Linked DNA regions of Sus scrofa: region 1 is linked to region 2. Evidence: chromatin contacts called from public Hi-C data. All regions are on one chromosome and are shown on one strand. The core of a region is the stretch at or near the end of the contact, and the rest is flanking DNA. Distances in the headings are between cores, read along the strand shown. Region 1 has its middle 47 kb from the start of MIR148A. Region 2 overlaps SNX10 (sorting nexin-10).

Evidence for each region. Hi-C and Micro-C count contacts between places; a contact is called where the count stands out from the background.
Region 1: a contact with region 2 is called in a Hi-C map of retroperitoneal adipose tissue, with 5 times the contacts expected there. The contact joins two enhancer-like sites. A contact is called at or near these places in 3 of 5 promoter capture datasets (fetal liver, fetal skeletal muscle and liver), 25 of 47 Hi-C or Micro-C datasets (adipocytes, adipose tissue, alveolar macrophages and 17 more) and 1 of 2 datasets of contacts at active chromatin or transcription factors (skeletal muscle).

What each region holds. Positions count from the first base shown.
Region 1 is chr18:46,459,518-46,465,069 of Sscrofa11.1, reverse strand. No RefSeq gene overlaps it. Among named protein-coding and RNA genes, the nearest start is that of MIR148A, 47 kb to the right of the region's middle. Within about 2 kb of position 1,374, at least 15 of the 83 cell types and tissues checked have an H3K27ac peak or open chromatin away from gene starts, as enhancers often do. A contact at or near this core is called in fetal liver and retroperitoneal adipose tissue, where this site is marked.
Region 2 is chr18:46,075,256-46,081,007 of Sscrofa11.1, reverse strand. It overlaps SNX10 (sorting nexin-10), which reads left to right. Exons shown (of 7, transcript XM_021079049.1): 3 at 1,629-1,715; 4 at 5,121-5,221. Among named protein-coding and RNA genes, the nearest start is that of SNX10, 65 kb to the left of the region's middle. Within about 2 kb of position 3,652, at least 4 of the 83 cell types and tissues checked have an H3K27ac peak or open chromatin away from gene starts, as enhancers often do. A contact at or near this core is called in fetal liver and retroperitoneal adipose tissue, where this site is marked.

The DNA of each region.
Region 1 (5,552 bases), core at 125-2,624, 390 kb before region 2:
TAAATGGTTCCAAGATGTCACTTGGGCTGTGTTAAGCCACTGTGGTTTGGGGTCGTGTGTTAGTTACTGATCCATACATAGTAACAGACAAGAAAAGATGAGAGCGTCCACGAAGGCGTCCATTCTCCCACCCACCCAGGAGCCGGGGGGACTTGCCCTAATTCTCTGATCATGAACTTGTCACAAACTTCCTGAGCATCCGTAACACAAGAGCAAAGGATCGCTAAGGTCTTTCCCTGACCTGAGGAGGTCCTGCATTTCGGTGGGGCCCCTCCCTCACCCCGGCCCCCCACCAGGCAGCCTTAGATGCAGAAGCAAAGTTGCCTGGACAAGGAAGGGCTTGGTCCAAACACTTACCCACCCAGGTTTCCTTTTCACATGACACCTTTCTTGCCTCTGCTGGGCACCCCTCTCCACTGTGCCAGCAGCGTGAGGTGGAGATGTACCATCAAGGCGGCAAGTGTCTTTGAATAGCTCACCCCCTGACATGTCATAAACTCCCCTGTCCCACTCTGCTTCCTCCATGGTCTTCGTGGGAATCCAGTCATCTTCCACTAAGAACAGGGCTGACTGTAGACCAAGACTTGAAAATGATTGAGCATCAGAACAAACAGAAGGGGAGTTCCCATCATGGTTCAGAAGTTAGTGAACCCAACTGGCATCCATGAGGACACGAGTTCGATCCCTGGCCTCGCTCTGTGGGTTGGGGATCAAGCGTTGACATGAGCTGTGGTGGAGGTCGCAGATGTGGCTTGGATCTGCTGTGGCTGTGGCTGTGGCATAGCTCTGATTGGACCCCTGGCTTGAGAACCTCCATATGCCATGAGTGCAGCCCTAAAAAAACAAAAACAAAACAAAAAAAAAACACCAAAACCCCAGAAAGATTGGAGTTCCCTTCGTGGTGCAGCAAAACAAATCTGACTAGGAACCATGAGGTTGCGGGTTCGATCCCTGGCCTCACTTAGTGGGTTAAGGATCCAGCGTTGCCATGAGCTGCAGTGTAGGCTGGCAGCTACAGCTCCCACCATTAGACCCTTAGCCTGGGAACCTCCACATGCCAGAGGTGTAGCCCTAGAAATGAAGACAAAACGACCAAAAAAAAAAAAAAAAAAAGGACAGAACTGTGCTCGCTGAAAGCACTGATTCTTCTAACAACGACACGTTCACATCTATGAAACACTATAGTTAAGATATTAAGGATATCTTCAGTGGTTCCCATGATACCATTTTCTGGCAATGACGTGTGCAAAATGAAGAACACGTTAATAAAGAGAAAAGCAGAACTGAGAATTGTAATCGCACAGCCAAATCAGGAAAAGAGAGTGGTGTTGCAACATCCGTGATTCTGGCGGGGTCCCTCGCCCTCTTCTGGCCTGCCTCGGCACTTCACAGACCAAGCGTGAACACTCACAAATCACTCCTGCCGCTGCCCACCTGCTTATGAGCTCTGCGCCTGAGCTCTGGCCCTGGCCCCCGGTAACTCCCTGAGGGCAAGAAGCTTGGTATCGCCAGCACTGTGGCTCACAGTGCCCGTGGCAGGGTGTGTTGAATTGCCTACCACTGAAGTTTCTAGAAAAACCAGTGAGGGTTGAAACCTGGGTGTTTGAGAGTTGTGACCAATTGGTGGCACAGATGAAACACCCAGGACTCATGCTGGCAGCACTTGGCTGTCTGGATGTGTCAGAAAAGAAAGGAGGCCGGGGAGGGAAAGTTGTCAGGAGAAGCAGGGACACTGTAGATGTTCTGAGTATTAAAATATTAAATATTAATGTAAATCTGATTAACAAGTATGCTGGACACTGTTTGGGGCTTGGCCACTGATTTTCCTCTTTCACCTCTTTGTCTGGAAGAGATTCCTCCCTCTCTGATCTCAGGACAAAGTGGGGTGGGTTGTGGGGGTGGGGGGCCTGACCCAGGCTCGGCCATTCAGAATCCCCCCTCCTCCAGCCAAGTCTTTGGCCAGATACAATCCATTGCTGGGGATTTCCTGTTGAACCACGCCTGTCTGCTTCTACCCTTCCACGCGACTTCTCTGTCCCTGTAAACCAAAGAATCCTGACGACTCCAGCCATTGACGGGACCCATGATGTGTACTGTTCTAATGCACAAGTACCTGACTCAACCCAAATTACAAATTACCGTAATTACCAAGGGTAAAATCCAAGGTTAATGATGAAACAAATGAATGCATACTTAAAATACATAAATGTGTTCTATAACTACTGGAAGATGAAATAAGGTTAATTAAAGTAATTTTCAAAGTATTAACAGAATCATAGTTCCAGCAAGTGCAGGAACGTTATCAGCACATTCGAATCATTAAAGGATTTAAACAATTTATAGAGCCATGGAAAGAGCACTCCTCTTTGCGAAGGTCAAAAAATGAATGGACTTCTAAGCTTTCTTTTGCTGTGTGTGAGCCTACTTTGGTTTTTACATACTGTGGCATCATTACATATAAGATGTAAACTCTTTGCAGATTTCTATTTATGAAAGATGTTATCTTGCTTTACAGGAAAAATAATTGATTCAGTTTAACCATTCACAAATGGGCAGTTATTCACAGGTACTTAAACAGGAAGATCTATGCAAGCATGGTCATTTGTCATTTTTAGTGCTTATTTGATGCCTATAAGCATAGAATTGAGTACAAGATGGCGATGAGTTTCTGTAGGGCTTCTGCTACTTTGATTGATAATGAGAAGATAGAGCCACCATTTTTAATTTTTAAAATGCAAGATTATTCTGGAGTAAATTAACCTAATCACACAGAGCAAGTAAATTAATGTCAGTTCCTTACCTAATAGCAAAAATAATATTAACCTAAAGAATCTAAATCCTCTTCTGACACATATTCAATTTTTATAATGTTGCGCTGACAGGTGGTTTTTTTTTTTTTTTTTTTCCGGATTATATGTGGTGGTTTTCAGCATTAGCTGCTCCGCTAATTAGAAATGTTGGGAATAAGAGCACAATCGTGCCTGTGGTGTTGAAGGAGTGGCTTCCAGGATTGATCCAGCTATATTACAGTTCAGACACCACTTCACTAAAGCCCCATTGGAGATTGTGCGTGGTCAGCCTGCCATAAATTCATCCAGGGAGAACGTCTCAGGGCTTTCACTCTTGCAGCATTAGCGGATTTTTTCCAAAGCAGCCCTTCTGCTCTCATTTGGAGAATTCAGGTTCTCAGGCCCTCGGCTGCCCCACCCCCACCCCTCCCCTCTGCCCCCCCACTGTCTGCGCCAGAGAGTCCAGCGGTGGGTGCCCGCCTTGGGTGCCCTGAGGGCTGGTGCCTACATTTTCCCCAAACGGGGCTCCACGTGGCTCACACAGGCCAGAGGAAAGGCCCTGTACTCACAAAATGGCTCCTCGGCCTTAACAGCTTTGCAAAGTTGGGAAATTTATGTTGCAACCTTGAGAAAGGCAAAGTAAATACAGAGCATGCCAGCTATTTGTTTTCCTGTTGATGAATTCTCCAAGTTCAGACTGGAAGCCCTCCAAGGACTAAAGTCTCCTCCAAAAGCGGAATGTTAACCCTGAGCCCTTCGGCTGCTTTTCCCTTCCGGGCATGTAAGTCTTTCTCTCCCACCTAGAAAGTTCCAACACATCTCTGGGGTTTTGCTAGCTATGGATGTTGCTCATGTTCTCACGCAGGACAAGCCCTGGCCAGAGACAGAGAACGGAGCCTCCAAAAGGCTGCCTGGTAGAGGGCCTTTCAAGAACTTCATGTAGCAAGGCTTCCCAGAGCTCAGCTCCTGCACATTTTAATGAAACTGGCTCAGCTCATGGAAGTGAGTCAACTGTTTAGAGCCAAACTTTTTTAGCTTGAAATATTTGCTTTGTGCTTTTTTCAAATCTTATATCATAAATCCATCATCTTCTCCTTGGAAACCTAACAAATTAGCCCTGCATCTGTTTGTTTTACCCTGAAGATGAGACCTACAGTGTATAGACCAGTCTAGGTTAAACGACGATTTTTAAATCTTTTTTTTATTTTTTAATCTTTTTAGAGCTGCACCCACAGCATGTGGAGGTTCCCAGGCTAGGGGTCATATTGGAGCTATAGCCACTGGCCTATGCCCATCCACAGCCACGCCAGATCCAAGCTGCATCTGCGACCTACACCACAGCTCATGGCAACGCCAGATCCTTAACCCACGGAGCGAGGCCAGGGAGGAACCTGCATCCTCTTGGATGCTAGTCAGATTCACTTCCGCTGAGCCACGACGGGAACTCCTGATTTTAAATCCTTTAATCGCAATTTATTTTTAGGCTTTACTCTAACCCACTGTTTTTACCATGTTTAAAAACTGAAATATAATCTTTTCCTAATGATAAAATAACTATACCCTCTATAGGGAACATGAGAAATGGGTATCAAACTTAAAAAAAATATTAGTTGTAATATCATCCCCCACCTCTAAGTTTTGTTAACATTTGGACATTTTTTCCTCTGGTACCTACACTATCTGGATGCCAGTTTTCTTTACATTTGATCATATAAATGTCTCCTCCATATTTATACTGTCAATAACCTTCCAAACTGAGATTTTTAAGGACTTTGATAATATTCCATCATTGGAAAAGATCACAGCATTCTTTTTTTTTTTTTTTGTCTTTTTGCTATTTCTTGGGCCGCTCCCGCGGCATATGGAGGTTCCCAGGCTAGGGGTCTAATCGGAGCTGTAGCTACTGGCCTACGCCAGAGCCACAGCAACGTGGGATCCGAGCCGCGTCTGCAACCTACACCACAGCTCACGGCAACGCCGGATCATTAACCCACTGAGCAAGGGCAGGGACCGAACCCGCAACCTCGTGGTTCCTAGTCGGATTCTTTAACCACTGCGCCACAACGGGAACTCCTACACAGCATTCTTAACTAAGCTCCTACTGTCGGATGCTGTTAAGTAGCATCCCACTAAACGTGCTTCTTCATACATCTTTGGCCACATCTCCTACATATGAATTCCTTAGGATAGATTCCTAGAAGTAAAATTACTGGGTCCATGTGCAGGAGCAGTGTTAAAATCCTTCATACATTTTGCCAAACTCTTTTTTCCAAAGGATGCTTATCTGCTTGTGCTTCCACCAGCAGATCCTGAGACGCCCTAGATGGCTGTGTTCTCAGGGGAGGAGGCTGTTTTCCTCCCTCCACCAATAGACTAGCTTCTTGGGCTGTTGAAACAGGTGGTGTGGTCCAGGGGTAAGGAGGGCTGTAGACTGGGAGTCCGGAGACCTGGGCTTGAGTTTAGGCTCTTCCATTAACTCTGTGACGTTGTGGAAAGCCCTTCGTAGGAAGGATGAAAAATTGGAACAGTCATGACTATCCACGTGAGATAATGAACATGAAAGCGCTTTGTAAATGTGCTATGTAACATGTACTCCAAGGTGCCTACCCACTGCTACTAGCACCCAGGAAAAATAGGACTGAATATGCAAACTGCAAACAAAAGATCAAATATTGATTTAAGGATTCCTTTTTTAAAAATAAGAGACGGTGACTTTCTTATTAGCATAATTCGCACATCTCTGTGAGCTCACACATACACGCA
Region 2 (5,752 bases), core at 2,403-4,902:
AATGTGCTTTTAGGAAATAATGGCCAAAACATTTAGAGCATTGCTATATTGTTGTCTTGTTTTTATTGTCTGTCTTCTCTGTGACTTTAAAAATACACAATGAAAAGATTTTAAAATAAGTCTCTTTGAAACATTAAGTCATAATGCCTGGATATGTACCGAGGGCAGGCAGGCAGGCAGTGGAACAGAAGTCTCTAGTGCGAGAACCAAGTGTCACCTTAGAAGGTGAGACTTGGTAGGTGGCAAAAGCTATTTAAAGGAATGTGGATGACTTTTCTCCTTTTCTCTTAGTCCTCTGTTCTGAAATATTTTATTATCTGCATAACAGAATGGAGGCGTTCTGTCCAGAAAACCCCATAACCTTTCTTCCCCTTCTGCCCTAGAGCATTGATGGCCTACTTCTCGGATGTGTCAAAACAAAGCAGTAAGAAATGTCTAAAATTTCAGCCGTGAAGCTTCCCCCCAATAAAAAATTAAAATATTTAAAATGAAATTCAGTTAACAGAGTTATAATCACCAAGTGAATAAATGATACTTTTAAAGTTTGTTGTGCCAAACAGAACTATTTTTGTTGTACCTTTTCCTATGTTAAAACTAAGCTAACTTAGTGAAGAGCATGTTTTTAAAGTATTGTGTTTTAAATTTTACCCCTATTTCCTGTTCTTATTATCTCTAAAAAGGAACAACATGATCTACTGGGTCGGTTTTTTTTTTTTTTTTTTTTTTTTTTTTGTCTCTTTAGGGCCATACCCACAGTATATGGAGGTTCCTAGGCTAGGGGTCGAATTGGAGCCTTCGCCGCCAGCCTACACCACAGCCACAGCAACTCCAGATCCAAGCTGTCTCTGTGACCCACACCACAGCTTGCGACAATGCCAGATCCTTTAACCACTGAGCAAGCCCAGGCATCAAACCTGCATCCTTCTGGATACCAGTTGGGTTCTTAACCCTCTGAGCCACAAGGGGAACTCCTCCTGTGCATTTTTTCTTAACTTCTCTTTTACCTCTATCATGAGGTTGCTGTGAAGCTGAAACGCTTTACTGCAAAGGAAAGTATATTTCCAACTAGAAAAGAGTGTCAAAGGTGCTCGTCTTTCTAGAGCCGAGTTCGTCTCAGGAGGCCGGGTGCACGTACAAGTCCTTTCAGCTCTCAGCGCTGCTTGTCACAGGACCTTTGCCAGTCTCGGTGGTTTGTGTTCTAGCCAGTGATTTATCAGGCAGGGCCTATAATTTTAACTCAGAGACGCGAAGAAAGGAAGAAGTGACTGCTTTTAAAACTTGGGGAAAATGTGAACCTATTTTTCATAATTAAAAATGAAAAACACAAAAAGTTAAAATCCGTTTGGGAGTCACCTTTCTCGTTATCTTCCCATCTCACCTATGAAACCATCCCGAAGGGCACCCCGTTCCCTTTTGCCTTGTTGTAAAAATTCCATTTGTGGCAACAGTGTTGGACTTCCTGTGGTGCTTGATTCATTAACTTTACTTCTTGTTTTTTTTTTTTTTTTTAAGAGTACAGCCGCGTTGGTTAAAGGTCTTTTCAGTTTTGGTCTTGCCAGCCATTTCTCTCAGCTTTTCCTAGCTCCGTTTGTGATCCTGAAACACATTTCTTTGTGATGCCCTTACAGGAATTTGTAAGTGTCTGGGTTCGAGACCCTAGGATTCAGAAGGAGGACTTCTGGCATTCTTATATTGACTATGAGATATGTATTCATGTAAGTATGCCATTAATAATTCATGGAAATCATTGTAATTCTTAGGTACGTTTGATGCGATACTATGATAGACATTTCTAAAATTTTTTTCTAATTCAAAGAACTGAATTTGAACGATCACACTGCTTGTCACTTAACTGAAGTAGTTCGATGGCTCTTAAGTTAAAAAAATGAACTTCTTTGAATTCCTTATTGTACCTTTGTTAATATTAATGCTTTAATGTTTATTGCCTTCGTGTATGAAGATGTGAATACATCTAAAATTCACAAAGAGTTTTTATAGCTCATTAATGGTCTGTCTTTATGATCTGTTATAGCATATTTCTGGAGACTATATTGCCTGATAAATCTTAGGTTTTGAGAGGAGGTAGAGTTCTTTGGAAGAGAGACGTGCAGTGTTTTATATGCCGAACAAGCAGTAGGAAGTGAATATGTGCAGTTATTTTGCCTTCGTCTAGGTTCTGAGTAATTACAATAAGTAAATAACTGCAAATGATTTACTCTATGTGGAAATAATGCTGTATCATAATCACTTGAACAGTGTCTGGTGGCATGTGGCCTCCTGAGATTATCTTGAATAAGGGTCCGCAGTCGTCTTCTGTAAAGGGCCAGCTGGTAAATACCTTCGGTTTTGTGGGCCATGTGGACTCTCTCCAAACAACTCAGTTATACTGTCGTCGAGTGAAAACAGCCATAAACAATACATAAATGGATGAGTATAACTGCGTCCCAGCATACATTTATTTGTAAAGACAAATGGCAGGTTTGGCCACAGGCTCTGTATGGTTTATTAGCCTTTGATCATGAAGGTTGTCCATTCTGACGTAGTCCGGACTTACTCATGAGAGCCCAGAAATGGGCTCAGATTTTACCTGTTCTCATGTAGCACAAGTGAGAGGCCCTTTAACCATCCTTTAGTCTTCCCACTGTTAATGGCTAAATTAGTATATTGGCCACCCAGATACCAGCCACAGAACTTCCCTTTTCTCCTTTCTTCCCTCTTTTCTTTCAAAGTTCCCCAGTTTAGCAAATAGAGTGAAAACTCAGAACTGCTTTGTTGATGATTGTGTCGAAGGCCATTGCCAGGGTACACCTTGTGTTTTGATCTGGCTTTGCTCGTAAGGTCACACCAGATATGCATGTTCTGTGTGGACAGTAATGTGAGTGTATAAGACTAAGCATGTGAAGATAAAATTCATTAACTGCCCTTTACTCCCTCTAAAAAATGTGTGGCTCCTTATGACACACTTTGTAATAGGCATGAAATTTAATTGTCCTCGGGGAGTTAATGAAAGTATAGATCCTTCTCTTCTACATAAATAACACGGTGTGAATTCAGAAATGTCCACTGAGAGCCAGAAATGATGGGTTCCACAAAGAGTATTTGCTGGTACTCTGGCGTTTCTTTGGAGTGCTAATAAATTGACAGTAAATAAATGTTCTTGGCTTGGTAGATGGTTGAAAGAAGCAATTAGATTTAGAGGAACTTAGTAAATTAGTGATCTCATCCTAAAGAGCCTTCCACCTGTTGTCCTATGGTGAGGAATGCGTGGGGAGGCTGGAGAGTTCTAGACGGCCTCATGGAGATGCTGTACCCATAGGGCTTTGCAGGTGGAGAAGCTGGTGCTGAACCCGGCTAAATTAGTCTCGAGGGATGTGATACCAGGCGACTCTGAAGGCTTAGCGTTTACTGGGAATTTTAAACCAGCGAGCGGTAGGGGTGGGTCGTCCTTCGAATACACTCCCCTGAGCTTGTCCCGCGCACGGCGGACTTGGTGCAGGTCTTCGTCCCGTGCAGTCATTGACGTCCGTGGTGACTCTGGGCGGAGACGTGGAAGGACGTTGGGCTGGAGCCTCTCTGTGCCTGAGATGCGGGAGTCCCTGCAGCGGCCTGCTCCTCTCTGGGGAGAGAGCACTCAGAGGACACCCGCCTGGGCCTCGTTAGGACAGGAATTCTGGTATAAACGGCCTGTGTCTGAGTCCCCAAGGGGCACATTAGAAGGAGGCCCTGGTGTGCCTGGAAATCCACACACACACTGTTTTTGTGCCACCAGCGCCAGCCGGGCATGTTTTGCAGCCGTATCATCCGTGATGGGATTTAGGCCAATAACTGCTTTGGGGGCAAGTCTCTTAACCTCCCTGCATCCTGAGGTTTTGTCGAATTTTGGAAAGTTCAGGAATGTGAGGAACCGTGCGGTGCACGTCACAGGAGTGGTTATAGGAACGGATGCGCGTCAGCACTGACCCTTCCCACGGCAGACGGCTGCCGGCGGCCTAATGAAGTAGTGGAATAGTAACAGTTTTTGAAATAATATAAATCTTGGGGGCAAAAAAAAAAAAAATGCTCATTTGTCAGCATGAAGATTTAGAAATAGGATTTTGATATAAATAGGCGAAATAGAGATCTTCTTAGGCGAAACCAGTAGACGAACACGCCTCATGTCACACAAAGCCATCCCCACGCGTCCCCCCGAACCCTGGACCCCCTGCGCCGCAAGAGACCAGCCTCTCCCTCTCATGTTACACGAAGGAGAAATACACGTATTTACCAGCCTCGTGTTCATGCAAAGGAGCAGCGTCGCTGTGTTGCTTCAGGTGGGGATTCAGGGTGGCTTTTTCCAAGTCTGCCCTGAGGGAGCGGGAAGGACACCCACGCCTAGTAGCTGATAATAATATTAAGAGAGAACGTGTGCCACACCCTTGTTATCAAACCTGACAGCCACCCTGTGGAATGGGGGTGCTGCTGTTTCATCGCCCTCTGTCACTCCGGGAGCTGGAGTTCAGGCGACTTGCCTCGGCGGAGCCGGAGCTTGGGGGGTCCCAAGAAATGGGCCGTGCGCCACACGCCTCTTTTTCCACCCTCGCGTGTCTCGCCGAGAAGGGAGAGGCTGGTCTCTTGTTGCACGGGGAGTTCGGGGTTCGGGGTGATGTGTGCGATCGGTGGTGATGGCCACACCAAGGACTCGACGGCGTCTGTGATGTCACGTTAGGGGCCACGCGCATCGCATCTCTGACGCCTAAAGGCTTCTCTACGGAGGGACGGGTAGGGTCGAGATGCAGCGGATGATGATCCCCAGCTCTTTTGATCATTTTCAAGATTTGTCTTATGACTTGTCTCTGACGGGAGGGCTGAGCAGTGAGCAGGAAGCTACTTCAGGACTCAGGGAGGGGCGGGGTCTGCCTTCTCCAGGGTCAGCACTGCTCACTCGTGTCACCCCAGCTGTCTTCAGGGTGCTGTGTGGGTGCGTTATGTGCAGGATTTGAGTCTGGCGTAAGTGCACATGTGTTTTTGGTTTTTAAAATCCTACTTTAGGCAAATATTGGGGCATATACTGGGTTACGGATATAAGAAAAGCATTCCCCCCCCCCAAGTGAGGCTTATATTTCTTTGTTTTCTTTAAACAGACCAATAGCATGTGTTTTACAATGAAGACGTCTTGTGTGAGAAGAAGATATAGAGAATTTGTGTGGCTGAGGCAGAGGCTCCAGAGTAATGCATTGCTGGTGTAAGTGATTGAAAGAGCATATCGAAGAGTCTTTTCTTTTTTTAATGATTTTTATTTTTTTCCATTATAGCTGATTTACAGTGTTCTGTCAATTTTCTACTGTACAGCAAGGTGACCCAGTCACACATACACATACATTCTTTTTTCTCACATGATCATGCTCTGTCATAAGTGACCAGATATAGTTCCCAGTGCTATACAGCAGGATCTCATTGCTTATCCATTCCAGAGGCAATAGTTTGCATCTATGAACCCCAAACTCCCAGTCCATCCCACTCCCTCTCCCTCTCCCTTTGCAACCTGCTCTCCAAGTCCGTGATTTTCTTTTCTGTGGAAAGGTTCATTTGTGCCATATGTTAGATTCCAGATATAAGTGATAACATAGGGTATTTGTCTTTCTCTTTGTGACTTACTTCACTTATATTGAGGAGTCTTTTTTTTTTTTTTTCTTCTTTCTTTTCTAGGGCCTCACCCACAGCATATGGAGGTTCCCAGGCTAGGGGGTCTAATCGGAGCTGTGGCCACTGGCCT